Regions from separate parts of the Oryzias latipes genome. Here region 2 is linked to region 1. A link is a contact called in public Hi-C data. All regions are on one chromosome and are shown on one strand. Each heading gives the region's core, a stretch centred on a gene start, on an enhancer-like site or on the middle of the called end of the contact. The rest is flanking DNA. Distances are from core to core; before and after follow the strand shown. Region 1 has its middle 25 kb from the start of btbd3. Region 2 overlaps slx4ip (protein SLX4IP).

Region 1 (2,900 bases), core at 242-2,741:
GGAATGTAAAAAGAAGGAGGAGTGCCCAGCCATCCCCACACCAAGACCCCCGCCGCAGAAGGTGCAGCAGCCAGAACCCCGAACGCCCGCACAGCAGCAGGTAGAGAACAACCGCCCCCCCGGGTGATTACATCTGCCACCGAGGCCAGGGCCAGCAGGACCGCCACGGGGGCCCCCCAAAGCCAGAGAGCAGGGAGGCATGGGGGGACAGAGAGTGCAGCTCCAGCTCAACCGGAATTGGCCAAAGACTTGACTGAAATAAAAATAAAAAATAAAAAAATTGATTTTAATTTATAGAAAAAGAATGAAGACATTACTTAGATTTGAGATCAAATAAATGAGACCCGCAGCAAGGGGAGATGTTTGCCTTTTTTCCCTCACTTTTTATTAACATGCCTGCACGAGTTTTGCTATGGAATCCACCTGAAAATCAAAATAAATCTGACATCTGGAAACGCCTCAGTAATGGAAAATATTCTCCTTCGTGAAGCAGCCGATGATTTTGAGTGAAAGAGATGATACAGAAGCTATCAAATCCTGACCCTGCAGCTCTAAGAAGGATGAGGCCGGTTTCCCTAAAAAACAGAATAAATCACTGGTCAGTCACCAAAATATTTGACTTAATTTGTGACCAAATCCTGCTAATGACAGAAAAGGCATTTCTGCTCACCAAACAAAGCCACGGGAGGGAGGAGTTTGATTCTGGCAAGCTGGAGATTTGAACTACTTAGTCACAGGCATGGGAAATGGAAGTGAACCACGTCACAACATGTTCATCTATCCACTGACACAGATGAACCATAATGACATACCTCTGAGAGCAACAATAGTCCGAAAAGTGATCCAAAACCACAGAGCGGTGCAATAGCAGGGCGTGGACTCATACTCGGAAAGAGGAAGAGGCGACACAAAATGGGAAAGGGGGGAAAGAAAAATTAGCGCATAAAGATCGTGCTCAGTGTCAAAACAACTGTGCAAGAAAGCGAGCCCAGTCTGATCTGTAGAGTAGAGAAACTCACGGCTCAGTAAAACGAAGCCGCACCGAAAAGAGGGAGAGAATGTGTCATGGAAATAAATTAACACTGGAGAAAATGAGACAAAATCCTATAAACGCCACTGCTGGCAAGACTAGAAAGACGCAGCAGGATTCCCAGTGACCAAAACACCCAGAATACACACTCTGAAGCTTTGATAGTCCGGCCATAAACCCGTGCTTGTCGTCAAGAAGCACGAGAGCCACCGCAAAACCGTCCTTCAGAGAAGCTGTTCCGAGGACCAGCCAAGCACAGAACATCTGCAATAGGTTTCAGCTGCACGGCAACATCCTCCCATACGACCACGGCGCCTCAGGTTGCTGTACCTGACACACCGTGGCACAAAGCAGCTAAGACTGCATCTGGTTTGGCTTAGCAGCCTCGCTGCAGCTCCATCAAGTACACACCGATAAGCTGGGAGGAGAGTCCGGTGTGGCTGGATTTCTCCCCGTCAGTCTGCCAGCCGGCCACGGCTCTTCACTCTTCAACCCCCCCCCCACCACCACCTCTCTTCTGCAACTCTCTAACCACCTCCTGACATTTAAGGGTGCCTGGCATCCGTTTGAAGTGGGAGATGGGGCATTAGCTCTGGTTTCCTGCCCTAATCCCACACAAGCCAATAAAATGCTCACAGGTCTGAAGTGAACTAAAGGAATTCCTGTTCAAACAAATAAGATGGGCGTTCAGCCCCTTTGTGGCAAAAGAATGCAAAAACTACGGCACATCTCAGTGTAATGCTTCCCTTTTCTGTTTGACCTCAGCTTGTTGGGTAACTTACAATCACTTAGATGATAATAATAGAATTTTCTCAGAATCAGATGTTTCTAGTTCTGCACAGCATTAGGCTTCTGCAGCCTCCAGCTTCTTATATTTCAGTAATCGCTCCAGAGGAGTGAAGGCTGCAAAGGTCACGCTCAAATCTCTGGGGCTTTGGATTTCATTTTGCTGAGGTGGAAATGGAACTTCAGCCTTTTCCTCTGGCCAATCTCACACGAAGCAGCTGCACCAGGTACTTAGGGGAGCATCCCCAGAAGAATTTATGAGGTGACCCTTCTCCTGGTCGACGCAGCACTGTTGCATGACCTCTGCACCTGGTGGATGCTGGAAGAGCGTGAGCGAGTGCCGCCATCTGCTGGCAGGCGCACAAAAATCAACAAAGAGAAAAGCTCCAAAAGATTTTTTTTTCTTCAGATTTCTCTATAGATAAAAAGTTGATCAGATCTGATCAATTTAAAATATTAAATCTGTAATTAATAAGAATCAAGCTTAAAGCAGAAAGAGTTATAATACAAAAAATACAAACTAAACTTTTCAACAAAATAATGAAAAAACACACATGCTAAAAGCTAACTTTTATGCACTTTTGTGTGTTTTTCTCATTTTAACTGCAAAATTTTAACAGCATAACTGTGCCGGTTAAAATAATGTCCACTGACGGTGTCGTTACATATTCTTTTGTCTGTTTAAACACGTAGGTATACTCCAGTAGAAATACACTTCCCTGCAAAGAAGTAAAAGGTTTTTCACAGAAAATCTGCAGTTTGTGTTGATTTAAACACACTGCTTTTGTTGCCACATGCCCAATCAGCCAGCATTTTGCAGCCAGATTATTGAGATTAGAGAAATCCGGTAATTACACAGCTTTCCCTTTTTCCCAGTGACCCCGGCATGACTTAATGTAAATGTGAACCAGACGTTCTACTATTCTGCACGGGCAGAAAAACAAGACAATAAGGTCAAAACGAGATAATCATCCATCATTTGTGACTTTAATGTGGGTTTAATTCTCAAAAATGACTGTGTCGGCTGGAGTGTGCAGCGTAAAAGCTGCTGAGAGACATTTTAGCACTCCCTGCTGCTCATTTA
Region 2 (2,900 bases), core at 119-2,618, 180 kb before region 1:
CAAAAAAATGTATTTAAATGTATTTTTTTAAATAAACAATCACCATTTTTATCTTCTGAGGAAAGTGGGCACATAAATAATCATCGCAAAATGCTCATATGAATTAGATTTTAACATCCTGATTTCGATTACTTTCTATACACCGTAAAAAAAAAAGAAAAAGTGATGAGCTTGGTGCCCGAATTGGTTTCAAAATTCAGGGCACTACATAGTGCTGCACTATAATGATTTTAAGTAATTAAGGGTTAGGGTGTGAATTCAGACACAGCCAATGATTTGAATAAAGAAATACTTAGAAATTTTTTATTTTGAGCTTAAGTTTCTACGCGTTTGTCTTCCATCATCAGAAAAAGCTTCAAAAATACAATTTTCTTCAGAGTGGGTCTTAGAGTAATCCTTAAAATCTGCAAAACAAATTTTAAAAGTTGAACAATTTTTGTGAAATTCAACACAACAAAACTCGTTTTTATATGTATTTAAAAGTTTGTTTCAACACGTTGGACAGATTTTCTGTTTTATGACTTTCAGATCATGTTTCTGAATGCATGTGAGGCACGTTCAGGCCGTAACACTGTCCCACTAGGCTGTTTGTGAAGAATCTAACCCGCCAAAGGGCCGATACTGGTTATTAGCATGGATACAGAGAGGTCATAGGTCAGAAGCAAGATCACTGCTCACTCCTACATAAAACTGACAAATTTAGACCACATGACCCAATTGTTCGGAGATTCTCCGTCCTCAATTGGATTTTGTTTTATCTAACACAAATGTCAGCACAACCAAGACCAGCCTACTCACCCCCCTTTCACCAAACTGGCACTGTTTTTTGCCTGGCAAATTAATTAGGCTCTGGTTGGGATGATTGCATTAGTTTGCATTCCTCATGGTCTTTTTCTCTTCTAAGAGGTCTATGGAATCACAAGCTGTTTTGTTATCTGAATGCAGCTTAAGTTTGGCCTCGTCTGCCATTCTAATGTGATAAAAAGGCGTTAGGTGTTTGGATTACAGGCCCCAAACACTCGACCAGAAACCAAATTCACGATAAGTCTGTGTTAAACTCCACCTTTTTCATGTAACGACATTTATCTGATTGACACTCCAAAAAGCTTGGGACCTTTTTTGACACCCGTGCCTTCTTTTGATGCTAATTTAACATCCATGACGGCAAAGGCAGATGATGGTTCTAACATCTAGTCATGTGTGGACGTCAGCAGAGTATTCTGCAAATCAGGATTTAGGGGTCCAAAGCCAGTCTATCAAAAACTCTTTCTGCATGTGTCATGTCAACTCCGGAGGCTCTGTGTTTTGATTGACAAGGTCTGACCCTGTGTTGCTAGGCTTTTTCATGCACTGGTAAGAGGCCGGCAGTGATCTGTGAACCCTTTTGAGACAAAGGTCACACAGTGAGGAGAATGCTGATGTGTCGGGACGAGCCTCTGCTCGGCTCCGTGGCATTCTTTTCATCTGAAACCTGCTTCGATTATGCAGCATTTGTATTCTTACATGCATTTGCATTGGAGCTTTGGGAGTAAATCTATCCTTGGAAATGTAATCAGATTGTTTTGTCAGTCTTTTAGGGGGGCCTTTTCCTCTATTTGAGCTCCAAATGAAGAATTTCAATGTATTAATGTTTGACAGTGAGACGAGGAGCAAAGAGAAAAAGGGCTTCTAAACATTTGGCAGCTTGTTTTCCTCTGAGCTACAATGCTTTTTTGTAGCATTCTGTGTTAAATTTCATGGCTAAACTGCTTTTTTTTAAAAAAAAAATCAGTAATAGTTTAGCCATCTCCATTTGTTTCTGAACCAAGGACACAACTTTTGTAGAAAAGATGTTTTTTTTGCGATGTCGTGACCAGAATTAAGAGCTTCCTCTGCCGCTCCTCTTAATTCATTCCCTCGTGTCATCCTGCAAGGAAGATCAGAGAACATCCCTCAGGTCTGGGCTCCAAAGTTTATCCATCCTGTCTGTGATACCGAGGGACCGGCCCGGATCAGAACAAAGCATTTGCTGTGGATTTTTCCCCCTGTTCCTAAATAAATACCTTCTGCTCTTTTCCAACTTGAAAGTCTGTTTCTGACATTTGAACGCTATTGTTGTTCCACCCCCGTGCAGCCCAGTGTCTCTGCTGCTTCATCACTCTGGGTTTTTTGAGCAGCGCCTGTTGCTCTTGCGTATCGTGCCCTGGGTCGTGTGTGGTCTCAGACCATTCATTACTTCCTTGTACACAGGCAGACAAAGTTCACACGAGACCCATATCCATCTGCTGTCTGCACTGGTCAGTCTTTGCTGCTGTTTGTAAACCATCTTGATGTAACGTTCAACAGCAGCTTCACCAACAGAAACAGCGCTGGCGTCTTCTTCCATCAGAGTTTTTTTTTAACTTACTCTGAACTTCTTGTGTGTTGATCCGTGAATGCAATCTTCTTTTTTTCAATACTCATGCAATTTATTTTGCAAAACTTCAGTCATTTTTTTCTTAGCTTTAAGTGACTAGAAGACGTTCAGGATCTTATTTTTCATAAAGAGTTTGGTCAGAGATGACCTAACGGACGGTGGCAGGGAGGGGACTCCTGTGTGAGGGATGGGGGTGACACGTATGGACACAGGGGGTCGGTGTGGTTTGTCTCGCTGTCAATCAACCACACTTAGGTTTCCTTTGTTGCATGTGCACTCAGCGCCCCTCAGCAAACCTGTGGCTTTGCGTGCTCTTTGTGTTACAGTGTGGGAACTTTGCTGTGCTGGTGGATCTCCATGTTTTGCCCTTGGGGAGCCAAAAAGACGCCAGCTGGTTCACTGTGGCCCATGTTGAGGTAGGGGCAGAAGATGTGAATGTGAAGGCATTTGGTAGAATATCACTTTGTCATTAAAACGTAAAATCAACGTCAGCTTATGGGTTGTG

Evidence for each region. A called contact is a pair of places that touch in the nucleus more often than the background predicts.
Region 2: a Hi-C map of embryo shows a contact between it and region 1, with 4 times the contacts expected there. The contact joins two enhancer-like sites. A contact is called at or near these places in 5 of 5 Hi-C or Micro-C datasets (embryo, fibroblasts and gastrula embryo).

Annotation. Positions count from the first base shown.
Region 1 is chr15:27,704,887-27,707,786 of ASM223467v1, reverse strand. No RefSeq gene overlaps it. Among protein-coding and RNA genes, the nearest start is that of btbd3, 25 kb to the right of the region's middle. Within about 2 kb of position 1,491, at least 1 of the 8 cell types and tissues checked has an H3K27ac peak or open chromatin away from gene starts, as enhancers often do. A contact at or near this core is called in embryo, where this site is marked.
Region 2 is chr15:27,882,104-27,885,003 of ASM223467v1, reverse strand. It overlaps slx4ip (protein SLX4IP), which reads left to right. Exons shown (of 8, transcript XM_011484699.2): 3 at 2,722-2,811. The region is part of intron 3 of LOC110016548 (a long non-coding RNA gene); the gene reads right to left. Among protein-coding and RNA genes, the nearest start is that of LOC110016548, 5.8 kb to the right of the region's middle. Within about 2 kb of position 1,368, at least 1 of the 8 cell types and tissues checked has an H3K27ac peak or open chromatin away from gene starts, as enhancers often do. A contact at or near this core is called in embryo, where this site is marked.